3 separate regions of the Zea mays genome follow, and all the other regions are linked to region 3. A link is a contact called in public Hi-C data. All regions are on one chromosome and are shown on one strand. The core of a region is the stretch at or near the end of the contact, and the rest is flanking DNA. Distances in the headings are between cores, read along the strand shown.

Evidence for each region. Hi-C and Micro-C count contacts between places; a contact is called where the count stands out from the background.
Region 1: a contact with region 3 is called in a Hi-C map of ear, with 4 times the contacts expected there. The contact joins the promoter of LOC103641383 here to the promoter of LOC103641379 in region 3. A contact is called at or near these places in 6 of 25 Hi-C or Micro-C datasets (ear, endosperm, leaf and 1 more) and 1 of 3 datasets of contacts at active chromatin or transcription factors (leaf).
Region 2: a Hi-C map of ear shows a contact between it and region 3, with 5 times the contacts expected there. The contact joins the promoter of LOC100280147 here to the promoter of LOC103641379 in region 3. A contact is called at or near these places in 8 of 25 Hi-C or Micro-C datasets (ear, leaf, root tip and 2 more).

What each region holds. Positions count from the first base shown.
Region 1 is chr10:91,624,608-91,629,076 of Zm-B73-REFERENCE-NAM-5.0, forward strand. It overlaps LOC103641383 (nucleolar MIF4G domain-containing protein 1), which reads left to right and starts at 3,087. Exons shown (of 13, transcript NM_001321824.1): 1 at 3,087-3,391; 2 at 3,494-3,585; 3 at 3,680-4,442. The coding sequence starts at 3,385.
Region 2 is chr10:91,748,288-91,753,160 of Zm-B73-REFERENCE-NAM-5.0, forward strand. It overlaps LOC100280147 (Protease Do-like 2 chloroplastic), which reads left to right and starts at 1,515. Exons shown (of 21, transcript NM_001153079.1): 1 at 1,515-1,723; 2 at 1,876-1,998; 3 at 2,662-2,715; 4 at 2,990-3,063; 5 at 3,901-3,964; 6 at 4,208-4,252; 7 at 4,721-4,828. The coding sequence starts at 1,562.
Region 3 is chr10:91,368,361-91,372,985 of Zm-B73-REFERENCE-NAM-5.0, forward strand. LOC103641379 reads right to left here and starts at 2,819. Exons shown (of 8, transcript XM_008664734.2): 1 at 2,293-2,819; 2 at 1,512-2,204; 3 at 1-830. The coding sequence starts at 2,365.

The sequences.
Region 1 (4,469 bases), core at 1,837-4,336, 260 kb after region 3:
CCCTACGTTGGCCAGTGTGCACAACAGGGTCACTGCTAATTTGCAACCAGGTTGTGCAAAGGAGAAGATCTTCAGGCCCAGTAAAGTTTTGTTCCTTAATTAGACTTCTTCGGTTTGTGCACAGGAGGTGCATTCTTTTCAGCATTTGAGTCCAAGTTCACAGGTAATGAAGGTATAGTATTGGAACCCTGCAATGGTGTACTAGTATTGGAAGGTGGAATGGAATCAGGAATTGGATTTACTTCAGCTGACCCAAGAGGATTCCTGACAAAGTTCAAGTAATGATTCCAGTACATAGCTGATTGTGAGGCCGGAATCATGGTAGATTGGGAAGTACTATGTCCTGTCTGCATGGGTGCCCACATTGTTGTCGGACCTTGAGCAGGGTTTGGAAAATTGAGGTTTCCCATAAAGTTACAATCCATACCACTCTGCTGCATGTAACCCGTAGGCCATAAAGGGTGTGGAGGAGGAAACTGCTGGCCACTTGAGGCATTTGACATGGGCTGTGAAGAAGTGGCATTGTTTGCTGGGTCCATTCTAGTAATTGTGGAGATGGGACAAATTTAGTGATATGCTAAAAACTTATTAAAATGTACACAAGCAATTAACTGAGCACAGTTGTAACAAAAGGTTCCCAATCACGGTTACAGTACTAAAGCATAGACATAACATATAGTACTGATCATAGTTCACCCACTACATAATTCCTTACATCATAGTTAGTACTTGTTGTGACTGGGTACCACTTAGAATTAGGCATACATGACATATGGTTGGTCAAAAGCATGTCATGTACCTTGAACTACAAACAAGTGCCTAATACAGATTCCAATAGCTATTACGGGTAGACCTATCCGAATCACTGAAGTACCATTCGTCACTGACGTCGGGGCAGTAGAACTCCTCTTCTTCAACAGAAGGATCAGTAACTGTTGGAGGGGGTGACGGAGAGGGAGGATCAACAATGATGTCATCCCACTCGTACTTAGCTATTTCTGGAAAGGCTTGGACTTTTGCCTCTAAGGCATCCTGCTGAAGCAACTCAAGTTTTTCTTTCATGGCAAACAATGTCCTAGCTAGGATCTCTTCATCATGCATGTGGTCTAATGCATGATCAACTAAACCCCCCAGGGATTTTGTGGCATCCTCGGTACAGTCTACAAGGACTTTCATCAAAACCTTCATCTTATCTTCTTGGGAGGATGCCATGATGAAATGGGCTACAAACATTTTATATATGAAGTAACATGTGGAAACCCTTGAAAAGCATATGCACTGATGAAATGAAAAAAGTTCCCACATAATATTGCCTACAAATTTGTATGCAACACCATCGATTCATAAACAAAAGGAACACCATTACAAACATGTAGGAAATATAAGGGAAGTAAAGCTAGCATGGATATATCATACTGATGAACAAAGGTAACAGGTAAATGTATCCTAAGGCATATGAAAAACATGTACATGTCCATAATTTAGGGAGCAAGTAAAGTGAAGATGACATATGCCATGTACAGTTAGAATCATAAACCAAACACACACTTGAAAACTATAAATTTGTCAATATGAGTTAGATGTTTGTTGCCAGGTACATGTGATTGTACAAAAAGCAATAACATTATAAACACAATTAAACGTAAGGGAAGTGTATGCCACAGAACAAGAAAAGGAAAGTAGAACATGCAGATAGAAATGTTACAACTATTGTCATGACAGAAAGACATGTTGAAGTCTTGAACATTACATAATCAGCCAGGTAATCATAGTGAAACAAATGTTGAGGCAAACACATGATCAGGCAGATAATCATAGTCAAAAGTAAATGAACATGTCATGAAATGTAATCAACAATCAGTTTGTCAGGGAAATGGCTTATATTGGTGAAGATTATAATACTACGAAATGGTAACATTCCACAGAAACGGTACAAATACAATTGGTTCACTTATAAAACATCTGCTTCACACGAAGGAACATCACTGGGGAAATAGATTTGGTGTCATGGCTAATGTTAGGCTACAAGTTTGAAAACCTTTGTTCCATTACCATGTACGGGTGATCTGATAAATTGTAGGGGCCGTCAGCATCTCCTAGAAACATGACGCCCAAAGAAGGGTTCAAAGTTTTTCCAAAAGCAGGTCTACTGACTGTTGGTGTGTATTCCAACTTTAATGGTACATACAAACTTTGTTGCACAAGGGGGCTAAATCGGAGGATGAAGAACGTAATCAGAGGTCAAACTACAAGTGTGGATCTGCTAAACTCGTATGGGCTGGCCAAAATAAAATAGGAATGTTAAACAAAACCAGTGCTAATCTATATATTTCCGGAATGATGTTTTCATATGACGGGGTACAAGATGGTATACCTCAAGAAGGGACGATCTCGCCCGCAAGACGGCGAATCGAAGCAAAATACAAGTGCTGTTCGAAATTAATCGAGAAATAAGTATTGATTTGCCGAGGTTCATGAAGGTAATACCTTAAGAGGGGGAGATCTCGGCCGCAACACGCCGAATCGAAGCGTCTCCGTGTGGATCTGATGGCGCCGTCGATGGTCGGAGACGGAAGGCAACGAATCGGTCGCGATGTTCCTCGCCGGAAGCGGATTGGACTCCTCTTCGGCTTGGGTCGCGAACGACACTGGGTGCTCACGAACTCGACGTCCTCTTCTCCCAAACCGAGGGGGCCCGGGGCCGACTCCACCGGCCGACGGGAGATCCGCCGTCACGTCGATGCGAAATTTCGCCCTTCCGCGGAGTGCTCGAGACGAAGGGAGGTGGAACGAGAAGTTTCCGTAGACTGCCGCGGTCGGCTCCGTCCGTGCGAAGGAGGCGAGGGGGCGGCTACAGTCGTCCCCTGCATTTGGCGTGAGAGAGAAGAGTGCGGCGAGGAAGGGGAGAGGGTGGCGCTCGCCGCTGCGGGAGGTAGGGGGCGACGGTAGCCGCTAGATGGTGAACAGTATTAGGGTAGGGGACGGGTAGAGTCAAGCGTTGCGGACAGTCTAATGGACTCTCCATGAAAAGAAGGTATTCGGCGGCCCAGCCCATCCGTCAGTGCAGTCAAGTAGTCACCGGTTCACGCAAACCCTAGTACCAGGCCGCCAGTCCCGACCTCCCCGGCTCCAGCCCCCGCGCACGACCAGCTCTGACGACCCCGCTCCTGCCTCCCACCTCCTCCGGTGGCCTCGCGCCTGACTCCCTCCTCCGGCACCCAGGCCAGCCGCGCCCCGCCTCTCGCACAGGACGGAAATGATGCCTTCTCCTTTTTGTTAGCTGATTCTGATCAAACTGGTTAGTTCGATAGAGAATATCAGTAATATCTTGCTGCCCAAACTGCAGCTTCAACTGATTCCGCGTCAGGAGCACTTAGAGCAACCATGGGGGGTAGGGGCCTTCTTTCCAAGTCTCATACCTGTGCTCTGTGATGAAAGAACTCTGCTACTGCAACAACGTATGCTGATTGTTTTCTCTTGGTGTTTGTTCCAGGGAAATCGGAGCAGAAGTCTCGAAAAGAGAGGCGGAAAGAGGCGAGATCAGAGAAGCACAAGCTGCGATTTCTTTCTTGGGTTGGGCATCAGGTGAGTTTACCAAGTCCCTGGAAAGGAAGAGTGCAATAACTTGTTTTGCTTTCTTTACTGTCTTAGTTCTGATGCACAAAATCCATCGAGTTAGGGTGGCAAAAAGAAGAAGCCGTCAATGTCAGTAGTAGAGCCAAGTTCGGTTGAGGAGAAGCCAAAGAAAGAGCCTGATGGCATGATGAAGAAGAAGAGAAAGAGGGAAGCAGAGGGTAAGCGGAAGCCCAGGTCCAACTTCCAGGAATATCTTGAGATGGAGATGGGTGGACCTGTGAGCATGGAGGAGGATCTAGAGATGGAGAGGAAGCTTGCAAAAAAGCTCAAGTTGAAGAAAGGAAAGTTGGGAGGTCCTGATGATGGTATGGATGACCTTTTTGCGGACCTTGGGTTTGGTGGTGACTTTGGTTCAGATGATGGTGAAACAAAAGCATATGATTGGAATGTGGTGGAGGACACTAATTTAGACAAGAGAAAAGGTAAAAAGAAAAATAAGGAGAAAAAGGATGACACAGTGATGGAGGAACCAGATGACATTGATGAAGAGAATGGTCGGAAAAAGAAGAAAAAAAAGAAGAAGGATGGTATGGAGAAGGAGGAACTGGTTGATGTAGGTGAAGAGAATGGTCAGAAAAGGAAAAAGAAGAAGAAGATGAAGGATGACTCAGAGATGGACGAACCAGATGATGAAGGTGTTCACATGGATGAAGAGAATGATGGAGCAGTCCTGGAATCTGAGGATGGAGTGTCTAATGTGGTTGAACTGCCCAAAGAATCAAAAGGGAAGTATGTACCTCCGAGTCTGCGTAATGCTTCCAATTCAGAATCAGAAGAAATTGCCCAGATGCGTCGCAGAGTAAGAGGTTTGAACCTAAATTATGTCTTTTATT
Region 2 (4,873 bases), core at 265-2,764, 380 kb after region 3:
ATGCACCACAGTCTGAGGGGCTCATAGGTCATGAGTGCTCTGCAGACTGATGTGCTCGTAGGTCATGAGTGGGAAGTGGACCGCCGCCGCGCTGTGGCTCGGTCCCAGCGTGGTTAAATGCGATCAACTATTTATGGCGAGTCAATCTAGACCGGACGCGGGATCCACTCGAATAGTTCCCTTCCGACATGCCCGACTTTTCCTGACAGGTTCCGCCACGCCCGATCCTGGCTCGGTGCCGCGGGATTCGATGGGGGCGGGTCCTTTCAGGGTTGACACGTCCGCCTCTCCTAACTAACTAATGGGCCCCAGCGATCAGGGGCTCTTTCCTCAGCGTACTCTCTGACCGGTGTGCCCCGGGGACCGAGGATCATTTCCCCGACAGTGGGCAACCTCTTATCCAGGCTTGGGCTAGCCATGCTTAGTTTGTCAAACTGCACATAGTTAAACTGCACATAGTTTACATAGTTTTTCAAACTGCATTTTCAATATCTTCCCAACTGGAAATTTGAGTATGGAGGCTACCAATTTAGGTTGTGGCCACCAGATCGTATAGGTCGTGCAAAATATTGTTTTCTATAATAGGCAACACTATTTATAGAGTGACGTTTGAAATAAGAGATTTAATAGGAGATGTGATAGGAGAGCTATACGATTTGTTTACCGTGGACAACTCATAATAGTTAACAACTTTTATTTTTCTTTTCTCATCGGAGACAATTCACATAATCTTTTTCACCTCTCACAACTAGACCAAACACAACTTTAAAGAGCACCTTAAATAATTCAGGACTACCCACTTTGCAGAATCAACTCATGCGTTTAATCTGAATTTAGAACTGCTGAAGCAAAAGCCTACAATATATGTAGGTTATATTGTAAGTGAAGTTCGATTTTTTTTGCCTTGTTGGGCGAGAGAGACATATACCGCATGATTGGTTGGTTGCATGAGCCGAAAAACTGCATGTGCGGATCTTCAAAGCAGGGTTTGTTTGGTTCATTTCTCTACAAATTTCGGCTCAGCAGATGCAAAAAGGGTGTCCGACCAGGCTGCGTAGAGACGCCCGTGGGAAGCATACAACGGGATGCACCATGCAACGACACAGAATACGAGACATCTTTTTAGGGTGTTTTTTTATTATATCTTCTAATTAAAAGATTGAATCAGCAAACTAATTTCATGTTTGTATTCTTGAGATTTTTTTCAACAAAACTTCATGTTATATAATATTTAAAAATTTATTTATGCATCTTTTTTAATACACATTTTAGTACAATTAACCAAACAAAATCTATGTATAATCTGAACAAATCTATACAACAACCAAACAAAAACGTCTTTTATCCTAGTTCTACTAATACTGGCTATATTCATGCTGGCTCGACTTCTACCACAACCAAACGCACGAATAATTATCTCGCGTGACCCGCACGTGAGGCGCCCTCCTCCCCAACCGAAAAGTCTACAGAGGATAAGGAGCTCGCCGCTCTTCCAGTCCCACAGCTAGGGGAGGGAAACAAACACCCAAATCAAACCCGCGCGTCGCCAGCCGCAGCACCAATGGCGTGCGTCGCCGCGCTCTTCGCCTCCCCGGCGCTCCTCCCCTTCCCCTCCACCACCTCGTCCATGGCCTCCTGCTCGTGCCGCCTCCGCCCCGCCGTCGTCGCCCGCGCGCCGCGCCAGCAGCCGCGGGGCCGGCGCGCGCTCCGGCGCTTCGATGAGGTACGTGCGTCGCGTCTCACTCCTTTGTCTGTGGCTCTTGCCCGATGCGCGCGGCGCGACTGCCAGCTGGGCTTCTCCTTCTCTGGAAGGACTGCTCCATGGACTGAAACTTTTCTGCTGTGGCGGCGGCGGCGGGGTGCCCGTGCGCGCAGGTGGAAGGGGTGTCGAAGAAACGGCGCGGCATCGGAGGCGGTGGCGGCGTCGGCGCTGGCGGGTCGCAGCCGTCGTCCTCGCGCAGGGATAGGGGGCTTTCCGTCGATTTCAAGGAGCCGCAGGTCCGAGGCGCATCGATTTTTCTCTGTTTCGTTTACACTTTACAGGTTGCACATGGCATGCTAGAGAATTGAGTACATCTGCAGTTCCAAATTGAATGAGGGTGCCAATTAGCTTTTTTAGATGATGGAGTTGAGCATGTCCCAGCCTCTGTATCCACTCATCAATGGCATTATGGCAATTACATGAGAGGATGAGGATGGGCATTTATTTGATGTTGGGTTCGGCTCCACTCCATTGCTGTTTCCATGTCAACATGCTTAATTGCTTACTGTTGTTTGTCTGGATGCTTTGGATTGGGTTACTATACATTGCAATTTCTCGTGTGTTTGGATTGCATGCTGTGGATGAGGTTTTGTCTGTTCAAACTATTAATTGCGCTTAGCCATTTTGGATTTGGGTCAGTTTGCACTTTCTTTTTGTAAGTTCACCGCCTCGGTTATAAACCATTCTCTTCAGTCTGAATGAATACCTTATAATGGTTTCATACTGTCTCATCATCTTATGCATGTGCCCATGTACCTGTGAATGCTAATAAACACAACCATCTTCATCCATGTGCATTTCTTCTTCCTTTTCACTACAATCCACATGTATGATTGATTAGATGTTGCACCAAATTCTTACAAGCCTTCTCTTATGCTAACTGTGGGGGGTTACATCAGGTTGCTGAGTTTGATGATCTTGAAGAGGACAAATTCCTTAATGCTGTCGTCAAGGTAGGCTTCAAGAATACATGTCCCTAGCTATTGATGATGCTTATATTTCTTACTTCTCCATATTATAGTTAGCCTATATTTCATCAAGATATATTTATGTGTGCACTATGTAGTATGTACTGCTTTGTCATATTTGTATTGCAACTTCCTTTTCAGTATATTATGTCAAGCACAATGCTCTACTTTGCTCAAAGATCTTGTTCTGTTGAGCAAGACTTTGCTTTGTTTTGTGCTTAGTCATATCCTATCACTGAAGTAGTTTCTCTCCTGTTAGGTCTATTGCACTCATATCGCACCCGATTATGGTCTTCCTTGGCAGAAGCAAAGGCAACATTCAAGTAGTGGGAGGTAAGTGTTGATATAACATTGTGTATCTGTTTCGATTGTTGATTTTACATCTTTTGTATAAAATTTCATCTGCTGTGCATTTCTAGGTGGGTGGGGCGTGGAATAAATTATCATGATGCATTTAGCGATTTTATAATTTTGTAGAGATTAAACTGCAGCATTTCCTTTCTTGTACTGATTAGACTACCTGAGACTATGGCTGTACTGCTGTAAACATAATGATGTTTGTTTCATTCTGATAGGCATCCTGCTTTAGTCCTCAACAAGCTAGGACTTTTGTTTTAGAACGTCGCAGAAGATCTGCGAGTCAATTCATTAAGAAAGGAGACAAACAGAAACGGAGCGACTGAAGAGTCAGCACCGGGTACAAAGAAGGCCAGAAATGCGCAGGCCCATCAACAGCCCCCCAAAACAGCCACTTTACAGAAACACACACCTACACAGGCCACACAGCTACCAGCGACCCAAATTATACCCTAAGAGCGGGTTGGCGAGTGAGGAGCTCGTGAAGAGCAGAGGCACCCGCAACACACCAAAGGGTACATTCATTGGCCACAACCTGCAAAACAGTATGAACACCGGGCCGTTGCCCTTCGAACACAATCATTCCGATGCTTCCAGATTTCCCAGGCAGCCAACAAAAAGCTAGGACTTTTGTGATCACATTAGTTGTATTTTTGGTACCTGTGTTTATCTTATAACAGATATTCATACCTTATATGTTTTGAACTTTATTCATATCTTTTGGATGAGGCCACTCATTTTGAAGATTACGATTTTCACACGTCTTGAACTTAGAAGCTCTTTGTGTATCTTACAAGACATGTCCTTTCACAGTGCTTTTATGATTGGGGATGGTAAACTCTTGACAAATGCGCATTGCGTTGAGCACGACACCCAGGTGATTATTCGACTGGACAACTTTATCTCTTCATACAACTTTATCTCTTCATGTTTTTATTTTGCTTTGGTTTGTCACTCTTTTTTCTCTTACTATTTTGATTTAAAGTTTTGAGCTACTAGCAGTTGAGGATGAACTAATTTTTATATTTTTTGATAAAGTGCTGATATCGATTTACCATTAATTTTTCTATGGATGAGGTATGCCAGTTATTTTGTTAAGCTAATGCTGCTTCTCGTGCAGGTCAAAGTAAAGAGAAGGGGAGATGACAAAAAATATATTGCCAAGGTAAATCTCCTATAGCAATGCAGCTTTCAAGGTTTTTCAAATTATCACTTTTTTCTTGAGTGCGCAATCAAAATGTTTATACAATGAACATTGCAATTCTCTTGAAGCAAGGTAACTACCAGTTTATTGTGAATCTGAATTATCTAAAAAAAGATTTGTGCTTATGAGTTTTGAAGTCCTGGATCCCTGAGTCAGTCTCCTGTTCATTTTCTTTGCAAACCAACTTATCTTTTCAACTATATTCCACTGTACTGGTGGGACTGGACTATTGGAAGCTCCACCATTGGGACTTGGGAACTCTTAAAAGAACCATAATCGTAATTATTTTCTAATTTTCAATATTACTCTTTTGAGATCAACATTAAAGTTACCACGTGCTGTAATTTTTTGAGCAAGGTATTTGATTATTTTATTTAATTTTTTAAAACTTGACTTCATAAGAAGTCAAACTGACAAAGTGATTTACAGGTTTTAGCTAGGGGTGTTGAATGCGATCTTGCGTTGCTATCTGTTGAGAATGAAGAGTTCTGGAGAGGAACAGAGGCACTTCATTTTGGTCGTTTGCCATGCCTTCAGGTAACTAATTATCTTCATGATTTGTTACTGAGCCTTTAATGATCT
Region 3 (4,625 bases), core at 1,569-4,068:
CTTAGTCCTGCTTCCATAAGCCTGCTTACTCTTTACGTCACTTTTGAATAGTCTTGAATGTGATAAAGGAATAGTTTCCAACCTCCCAGGTAGTTTGGAATTTCTTTTGTTCATGGCTTCCCCTATTTTATTTTCTCCACATGATTTTTTTGTGGAAGGTTTCTTTGCTCTGGTATAATGACTCTTTGGTTCACCTCTACCAATTGGTTTTGGCAACAAGATGTCTCTGTTTTTACTGAAAAAGTCACCTCCTCCCTCATCTTCAAGGTTATCCACAAATTCAAATATTTCGGCCTTCCCATTTGAACTTCTACCAAGGTCAACCTTCTCAGCCAACATTAAAGTACCCCTCTTACTTGAAGCATGTGGCTTTGCTATTTCCAATTTATTTGGGATGGTTTCTTGAGATGATAATCCACAATTTATTGAAATCAACCTGTCCACAACATCAAAAGCATTTGCTTGTGACAGATCACCAGGCTCTTGTGATCCAGCGTAGCTTAATCCAGCAAGACATCTGCTGTTCTTTTCTCCATCCTCAGCTGTTGTGTCAGCAAAAAGCTTTTTTGCCGTTGAGCACTTGTCTCTGCTTTTAGCTCCACCTTTATCATGGTTCTGTACATAACCATGAGAGTCATTATCAACCTCACCAAAGGATGTGCTACATTTAGTAGATTGATCTACAACTTTCGGCATGGGGTGTATTGCATCAGAGGCCATTTGTTTCCCTTGCTTCATACAGTTCACAGACATAGTGTCCCGAGGTTCAGAAATTCCACATGTCAGTACTGATGCAACACGAACAAAAGGTACTTTCATATGAAGGTGACCTAGATGTTGCACATATGTTGGCATTAGAAAAAAAATTAAGTGTTGGAATATAATACAAGTGAATTGTCCACCTCCTCCTTTCAGCTAAATATTTTGGGTTGGACTGGTTAGTGCCTTCACTCTAATATGATATCAGAGCCAAAGCTCACGAGTTCGAATCCTGGCTAGCACAATTAAATAAAATAATTGTTGCTCGCACTTATTCCACGTCTGAGACCCAAGAGAGGCTCAACGTGAGGGGGGTGTTGGAATATAATACAAGTGAATTATCCACCTCCTTCTATTAGTTTAAGCTTTTGGGTTGGACTGGTTAGTGTGTTCACTCTAATATTAAGTTTCACTAAGAAGACCAAAAAAAATTAAATCTAATAAACTAAGCATTTCTTAGAAATAAGTGTAGTATATATAAAAGAAAATCAGGTGCAATTCTTCATTATGTTCAAACCAGAGCTCCAGAACACTTTACAAAACTCTAAAAGTGAAGTTCTACCTTTAACATAAGGAACAAAACAAGTGGTCTCTGGAATACTTTGATCTTTAGGCCTCCCTCAAACTCAAAACTGATTAAATTACAGGCACTTCTATAAGAATTTTACATTGTAAATTTTATAGAATGATCGTAATGAATTTCTATGTGACAAAGATAGCAATAACAACAGATTCAGTAGCTGGTAACTAACCTGAATCTGTGTCACCCTCCTCGTCCGTCGATGCATCAGAATCCACCAAATTATTATCATCATGCTTCCTTATCTCTCCAGTTAACCCCTCGATTCTTCCTTCCATTCCGAACTTCACATCCCTTTTATCCATTCCTGACTTCACAACCCTCTCATCCCCTGAGAGGCTCTCATTGTCACTTAGGACAACGGTGCCATCACTCAACTCATAGTCACCTATATCTTCGTCAGAGTCTTCAACCAACTGGGTCTTCCCCCACTCACCAAGATCATGTTCACCATGACCATTTAATCCATCCTTGTCGGCATCCTCCTCAGGTTCCTCAACCAACTGGGTCTCAACCATGTCTCCAACAATGTTGTTCACTCCATCCACCTCACATTTTTCATCCAACTGGGTCTTGGTCCATTTGTTGGCATTATCATCCACGCCACCACCAACGTCGCCTCCTTCTTCATCTTCCACCTGCTTCGTCTTCACTGGGTCACCGTCATTGCCATGATCCTCATCGCCACAGCCACCATCCTCGTTGCCACTATCCATCAACTGTGTCTCCGTCCAATCGCCAGCCACACCCTCCTCCACCTCGTCTATTAACTGGGTCTCAGCATCATCCAGAGGCTGTGTTTCGTCGTACAGGGCCCAATCATCCGCCTCGCGTTGTGTCTCATCGCCATCACTCGGAGGAGAACCTGATGACGCAATGCACATCCACAAAAAAAATAGCGCCTTCACACCAATCGCCCACAGAACCACAACCAATAAACAAGGTGCGCTCACCTAACGGAGGTGTCCCGCCGTCCAGGACTTGGGTATCCCCGCCACCACAGTCATTGCCGGCCTCGCCGCGCATCGCATCACGGGTAGGACAGGGCTTAGTGTTGCGGACGGGGATTCGACCGAACCCCCATAGATACTCGGAGAAAGACGAAGACTGACCCAATCGGACCACGGATGCCTTGGCCCGTAGAGATTGGGCGCAGCGCACGGCACAAACCCAAAACGAATTGAACGGAAGGAGAAGGGAAATCTTGGAACGAAACCGACTCCTAGGACAACCCGCCCCGGCTCCGAAACAGTAAAGGGCGACGAAGTAGAGGAGGAAGAGAGCGACGCCTCTCGACGAGAGGTGCGCACGGCCGGGAAAATATCTGGTCTGTTGTGCGCGAGTTCCGCGGCGGCGATGCGGCGCGCACGGCGAGTCGTGGCGGCGGGAAAAGAGGGAGTTGCGGAGCACGGAGCGGGGAGTACGCGCGGGGACCGGAGGGCAGGGGAAAACCCTGAATTCCTGAACGGCTCGATTTCTACATTCAAAAGAAAGTCGCATGGATGATCAAGATATATAATCTTGTTGGCGCCCATCTAACCGTCGATCACTGCAATATATACCCGTGGTGGTGCTCTCTACAGCAGCCTAGACAGTCCGCAGCCGAGTACCGGACGGTCCGTGGCCTGGCACAGAGGTGAGAGTTCCCTGCTGACGAGCCAGACGGCTCATGCCTGGAGACCGAACGGTCCGCACGTACACAAGGATGACGGTATTTGTCAACAATATCTGGATCTCGCTTCCAGGAGGAACACATCGGGAGGAGAGATCCTAGGTTTATCTTGATATTGGCAGGCCACCTAAGACGCTTCTATACAACGTAGAACCGGAGAGAGGTGAAGATTAGGGGGAGAAAGCTACATTATTGTCTACTCTTAGGTAAAAAGGTAAAGAACGGAAGATATATTAACTGTAATTCGATTGTTGATGTTTACATTCGATTGTACCCCTTAATAATATATAAGGGGGTCTAGACTTATAAGGGGGTCTAGACCCGTTCCTAGGCGTCTCCCAACAGCAACCGCGGATATATAGGGATAAACACGCGCGGAAAATGAATTAGTTGCGCTTGATCCGATCTAATCGCAGATCGTCTGCGTCTAAGGGAAGACCGTTCGCGGGCCGGACCGTCCGATCGTGCCAAGTGTCACAAATGGTGCTCAACACATGCCCCTTGCCTTTTGGATAATCCTTTCGGAGAAGCTGAGCAAACCAAAAGCACTGGTGCAGGTTGGAATCAACTCGATGTGAACATATCAGTTTTCTTAAGCATCTTGTCACATATTAGGGTGATATTGCTTCAGGAAACGATCGTTCAACACCTTGGCAAGTATTCACTTTGCAATGTTTGCAATATGTAGGCGTTACCAGTTATTACCTGTGTGATCTTGTAAAGACCGTCCCAGATTGGCGACCATTTCCCGAATTTTTGGTCTCTGCTCCTTAGTGCCAACATGGTATTCTATATCAGGTCTCCTATTTGGAATGACTTAGTCTTGACCTTCTTATTGTAAGATTTGACGACCATGATCTTGTCTTTCTCGATCTCTCCCAGAGTTGTTGTTGGGTACCTGCGAACAGGGTACCCAAAGAGGCCTGGGGACCTCCCAAAGACGGCCCACCTGTCAGGCAGCTTGGCAGGAAGGTACAAAAGGCCACCTGGGGACAGCCCGCCAAGCCAAGTCGACCCGCCCGCCGAACAAATATCTGTCGAGCAACTCAGCAAGGCGGGGCTGCCGAGCAGCCTGCCTGCCGAGCAACCCAGCGAGGCGAGGCTGCCGACCAACCCAGCGAGGCATGGATGCCGACCAACCTACCCACCGAGCAACCCAGCGAAGTGAGGCTGCCGACCAACCTGCCCGTCGAGCGACCCAGCAAGACGACACCCCGCTCTGAAGAAGAGCTGACCTAGTAATGGCAAGCCACGTCGACACGATGGGACATCACCGAGCCATGCCCGGACTGTGGAAGCGGTACCAAGGGGACTCTTTCAAGCACGACACCGGATACACATCTCCACTGACTAGTGGGGACCGAACAACCCAAGTCGTAGAGACCTCAAACATCAGGGTCTCTACAGTGACCCATACACCGGGAGGGATAGAGCAATACCTCGTACCAGACATAGACCTACGCATGATGGAGGGTGACGCTCAGAGGATGACGGAAGACAAAGTTGGACTGAAGACATCCCTAATCCACGCCATGAGCTGACTCAACAGAACCCACCGAACTACGCCACTTCTAAATCGGAGTAGCTACAGGAACCCGTCGAAAGGCGGGTGGG